Regions from separate parts of the Macaca mulatta genome. Here region 1 is linked to region 2. The links are chromatin contacts, called in public Hi-C maps. All regions are on one chromosome and are shown on one strand. Each heading gives the region's core, a stretch centred on a gene start, on an enhancer-like site or on the middle of the called end of the contact. The rest is flanking DNA. Distances are from core to core; before and after follow the strand shown. Region 1 holds the start of FASTKD3 (FAST kinase domains 3). Region 2 holds the start of NSUN2 (NOP2/Sun RNA methyltransferase 2).

Region 1 (2,736 bases), core at 186-2,685, 1.2 Mb after region 2:
AGTCACCAAAGTAGTGTTTGACAGCTGTGAGGGTTCCTTTTCCAACTGAAAGCATAAAGCTTGAAAGATGCTATTCTCCAGTATTTCTTTTGGCAACCCTTGATCACCATCCTTTTTTTCCACTTCACAAATTCGTTGTAAAGCTCCTGCTGCCATAGTGTCAGGCAGGGTTTCCATCGTGCTTATAAAACTTAGCACTTCTTCTGATGAAGTCAAGTTGCTCAGTCTCTTGTAAAACGTCTGACTCTCCCCATTTTTAACATTTTGTTCAAGCCTGACCCAGTCAGATATTTGAGAGAATACTGGCCCACTGAGTGGATGAAGGTCATTTCCATTTTTCGAATTAAACTTTTTACAATGGGCATGATGGAACCTGATCCTGAAAGGCTCAGGTTGTCGTGAACAGAACCAAGGGCACAGGCGCTCCTTGACTACCTTGTGAACACGATTTAGAGGTTGACTTTTCAAAGCAGCTCCATGCATCCGAAAATCAGATAAACGATAAAGGTTCTTCCTCAAGGTGATTAATGCCATGCCATCAGATTCTCAATTTGATAACTAAATTAAAACATTTAAAAAGACAAGGTTAAATACATTGAGAACATGATTGACCCAACATCAATGTTGAAACTACAAACGAGTACCAGGAAAAAAAAAAAAAAAGGATGGATAACATATAAACACCAGAGGAGCAAGGTCTCTGCATCCTAGAATTAGAAAAGTGGCTGACATCCAACAGTAACAATCGTTACTACTTGCTAAACACTTTCTATTAACTTACACAGATTAAGTACCTTTACCATCATTTTACATGAGGTAGAAGTTGAAGAGCAAAGTTACTTTGCCCAGTTTATGCAGGTGGTTAAGTGGCAGAGCTAAGGTTCAAACTCAGGCAATGTAGCTCTTAAGGGTGGCCCTTAAATGTTGGTTGAAGGAAGAAATTGCATTTGAATAGAAATCAAACAAAGAATAGGTAAAGTGGATGAAATTACGCGAGGTTAGAGCAAGGCAAGAGTAAAAACGCGCTGGAAAGGCCCTAAGCTGTTGGTTTCCCCTCGGTGTCAGGAGACAGGGTTGAGGGAAAGGGTCTACGTCGGCAATGGAAACAAAGTAGGAAAAGAAAAAGCACAACATAGACCAATGAAGGGAGAAGGTGTGGCGGCCGGTCCAGATCTAAAGACGCCGCGGGAGGATTTGGGAACACGAGTGTGCAGGACAGACAGGCGTGATGCCCCGGGGCGCGTCTTCCTAGGAATGAAAGGGACCCGCGGGCCGAGCACCCCCAAAACTCGGCGCCCCGGGGACCTGCGCTGAGACACGGGCAGGGTGGCGCAGCCTGAGGAGAAAGCCGATAAGGTCTGTGACACCCAGCCGGAGAGACCGCGTGGACACCTACCGCCCTCCGCCCGCCAATCACTCCGGGTGGCCGCGGAAGCGCCTGGGCGTCGTGGGCCACCGTAGTAAACGCGGGGCGGGGCAGGGCGGGGCGGGGCGGGAGCACGACTCACAGCCGCGCAATGTGATTGGTCCAGGTCCCCTTCGGAACTTCCTATTGGTCCTAGGTACGGAGCATGGGCACTACGGCAGTGCGCACGGGCGCAGCGTTGGTGGAAGTCGCGCTGTGCAGGTGTGTCTTCGGGTGGCGCGGCGCAGGTAAAAGCGCTGGTGGCTACGGTTTCCGGATTCCGGCCGCTGGCCCCGTACTAATCCCGAGGGAACGGCGGCCCGGGCCGGGGAGCGGGGGAGGCAGCCGGCTTGCGCCCATGGTTCCCACACCCCTCGAGCTCCGGGGGTCGCCGCGGGGGCGGGCTCGGCCTCGGGCTGGGGCTTGGCCTTGGCCTTGGTTTCCCCGGAAGCGCGTCCCGGAGATCGGCGTCGATCTCTGCGCGCGGGGGCTCCTGGGTGGTGTGGGGCCTCTCCGCCTGTTCTGCCTTTGGTTCCAGGCACTTTCTAGGACTAGGGAAACCGCACTCGGGGACGCGGGGAACGGGGGAACGTGTCGGGTTGGGGCGGCGCTCTCCGGGGAACCGGGGATTTTCCGAGAGCCCACCTGGCGGGACGCGGCAGTGAGCTCTGCCCACCGCCTCCGCGCCGCCCCTGGGGCTGCTGGGGCTCCGGCCTCCTTTGAGAGTAGTGGGAACGTGGTGCCGGGTTGTGGCGCAGTAGCAGGGCTGAGGGGTTGATTGATCCTGGGAAGTCCTCAGGATGTGTGTGTTTCATGGGAAGTGATAGAAATTTTAGCTGTAGTAAGATTTTCATCATCGTTTCCGCCGTTTTCTGTGAGCTGTAAACGTGTAGTGTTTTCATATTGTTCATTTACTCTTTCAGATAACTTGTCGAGTACCTGTTTTGTGCCAGGTGCCGTTCTGGGCGGTTCATTCACGAAAAGCCAATATTTTGGTTTGGGTTTCAGTTTAAATCTGTCTCCACAAATTGACAGCCCACCAGTTTTAGCCATTAGATGAGTAAGGAAAAAAAAATCTGTGAGTATCGTTTGTGTTACTGCTACTTATCTCTTCAGGAAAAACATGTGTTAGTAAAATGTTTTAAGTGGATTGGAAGTATTTTTTCTTTATATGCACCTGTATGTAATATGCCCATACACTCACGTATTTTTGATTTCCATTAAATACAAAAAAGGTAACTGATGTGCTTCAGTTACCTTTAGTACTATGATTAGTTTCTTTAGCATTAGAATCAAATAGGAACCAAGAATCCTATCATTTTAATATAATT
Region 2 (2,700 bases), core at 162-2,661:
GGTTGGATGTACTAGGAAGAGTTGGCTGAACTCAGTGACTCATAAAGCTGCAAATAGCCTGAAAACTTGGATACCAATGTAATGTTGATAGAAGCACCAGGTACTAAAACATTAGGATGTTTGCCAAGTATACCCAGGCTCTTTCATGTTAACAGCAAATGCAGTACCAAGAAATATAATTCAAGTGATAGAGATTAATATCCCAAGCAAATAATCGGCATGAAGCATTGTGGTACCTACCAACTCAGTGGCTGTGGAACTTCAACTTTCTGACCGTCCACCTCCAGGTCCTCCAATTCCTTAAAATATTTGTTCTTTAAGCAATGGAGAATCTCTTTTGCATGGCTATTGAAAAACAAGAAAGTTTCAAACTGATCTAGAAAGCTAAGTTAATACATTGTATCTTTTTAAATTTAAGACTACAAGTGTTTTAAAACTAAAACCAACTTTTGCATGCAAAGTAAACATTCTTCAGTCACTACTTTTACACTGTATCCCTTCAAAATTTAAGCAATCCACACTGTTCATCCCTAAGAGCAACACTGCATTCCTTCTCTCCTAAGTATACCTACAGTTTTAGTTTCACTTGCGACTCATTTAGAAAGATGTAACTACAAAGATGGGGGGTGGGACGGAGGGGGGAAGGACCAAGGAGTTTTATGCATTCTCTATATTCTCTTACGTTCCAAAAGGTAAGACCCTCAGCTTCCCTCCTGGAAGATTCCCCAGGAACCGAATCTTCCTCAGATCCCATTTTCATTTCCTCTTCTAACCCTGCACCTGCAATACCTCCGTGACCATTTCATTGGACCCTGTGCTCCCACCTCAATGCTTCCTGAATCCAAACCGCTGAAACGCCACGGTTCTCTGGCATCGTAACACTTGTCGGAGAAAACACCATCGCCCTTAACCGCCAGCATCCTGGCCCCAACTCCCAAAAAATCAGGCACTGCCCCCCTACCTTTTGTAACCAGTAATTCTTAAAGTGGCCGGGAGGGGCTCCCTGAGAGCGTCCATGAACTGGCCCCATTCGCCCTCGGGCACGATCTTGAGCTCCTGGTAGTAGTGCTCGAACAGCTTGTTCTCCTTGACGATCTCGGGGTAGCCTCCTTCCCAGCCCTGAGAAAGGAAAGCGACGTCTACCCCGAGGCCCGAGGAGCTGCCCCTCGCCGCCGCTTCGGAGGCCTCGGGGTCCGGGAGGCCCACGAGGAGCCCCTGGCCCGCCCGCCGGGTCCCGGCTCCTACCGCTTCGCCGCGCTTTCCACCGCCCTCGGCGCCATCCTCCGCATCCTCTGGCCGCTGCTGTTGCTGGAGCCGCCGGCCCCGCGACCGCCGCCCCATAGCCCACGCGGCCGCACACGCAGCACGCACAAACCGGCCGGCCACGGCCAGACTTTACAGCTCCCGGGACTTTCGACCGGAAACCAAGGCCCCACGTGTCCGGGCCTGGTCCTTTCGGGGACCTTTGGGGACCGTCCAAGAATAAGCCTAAAGCGCACAACCCGTCTTCCCTAAAAGCAGCGAGAGAGGGAAAACCGCGGACAGCTCTGAGGCGGAAAAAGCCTCCAGGAAGCAGCCATGAAGGCGTCTCCAAGCGAAGCGCCCGGGTTTCCCACGCGGTCTCAGGGACCTCCGCGGACAGCCTGAGGCCGCCCGTCCGCAGAGCGGCGCCGGGTTACGGCGGCCCGGCGTGGGCGGGGCGCTTCCAGGTCCCTCCCCGCGCAGGTGCTCGCCCCGCCCCCGGGGCCGCGCCCACAGCCCCGGCTGCCCTGGAGAAGCCTGGATTGAGAACCCTGTCTGCAGTGTCCCGGCAGTGCCGAACTCGGGTAGCCGCCCGTCCCGCCCCCGCGCTGCCGCCTTATATGTTGCCTGCCGCGGCCTCTGGGGCATGGAGCACGCTACCCAGCCCCGGCGATGGCGACGGCGGTGGCGGAGGAGCTCCTGCTGGCCGAGGAGCGCATGCTGGCCGCGCTCGCCTACCTGCAGTGCGCCGTGGGCTGCGCGGTCTTAGCGCGGAATCGTGAGACGAACTTGGCGTACGGCCGCCACGCGTCGCCCAGCTTTAGGGTCCGAGTGCCGGCGCGGGCCGCCTGGGTGGTGCAGGAGCTGCCCTCGCTGGCTCTGCCGCTCTACCAGTATGCCAGCGAGTCCGCCCCGCGCCTCCGCAGCGCGCCCAACTGCATCCTCCTGGCCATGTTCCTCGTCCACTACGGGCATCGGTAACGTCCCCGGCCCCCGACCCTCGGCCCGGCGTCCTCTCCGACCTTCCCCTCACTGCCCGGTGCCCTCTCCCCGAAGCCTCCCCCACCCAGATGCCCTCTCCCTGCCAAACCCCCAGGGCGTCCCCCATCTGCACGGGTCCCCTTCCCCTGCCGCCCCTGGGGTCCCCTCCCCGAGTCCCCCGGCCCCGGGAGTTTGGAAACCAGAAGGGATTCGTCTAGAAAGGGCGGGAAGCGAAGGACTAGAAGGGAGTGATGGAAAAAATCATGATGAAACTGATCTGGAAAGAGCCACTCGGTGGTCCTAGGTTTGGTTTCCTTAGCCGGGTGCGGTGGCGCCTGTCTGTAATCCCAGTTACTCGGGAGGCTGAGATGGGAGAAGAGCTTGAACCCCCGGGAGGCGGAGGTTACAGTGAGCCGAGATCTCGCCACTGCCCTCCAGCCTGAGTGACAGAGCAAGACTCTGTCTCAAAATTAAATA

Evidence for each region. Hi-C and Micro-C count contacts between places; a contact is called where the count stands out from the background.
Region 1: a contact with region 2 is called in a Hi-C map of liver, with 4 times the contacts expected there. The contact joins the promoter of FASTKD3 here to the promoter of NSUN2 in region 2. A contact is called at or near these places in 2 of 14 Hi-C or Micro-C datasets (cortical neurons and liver).

Annotation. Positions count from the first base shown.
Region 1 is chr6:8,931,805-8,934,540 of T2T-MMU8v2.0, forward strand. It overlaps FASTKD3 (FAST kinase domains 3), which reads right to left and starts at 1,436. Exons shown (of 7, transcript XR_001445164.3): 1 at 1,397-1,436; 2 at 1-558. It overlaps MTRR (5-methyltetrahydrofolate-homocysteine methyltransferase reductase), which reads left to right and starts at 1,586. Exons shown (of 15, transcript XM_078004603.1): 1 at 1,586-1,627.
Region 2 is chr6:7,732,946-7,735,645 of T2T-MMU8v2.0, forward strand. NSUN2 (NOP2/Sun RNA methyltransferase 2) reads right to left here and starts at 1,412. Exons shown (of 19, transcript XR_001445160.3): 1 at 1,246-1,412; 2 at 962-1,119; 3 at 241-345. It overlaps SRD5A1 (steroid 5 alpha-reductase 1), which reads left to right and starts at 1,540. Exons shown (of 5, transcript XM_001083405.5): 1 at 1,540-2,219. The coding sequence starts at 1,915.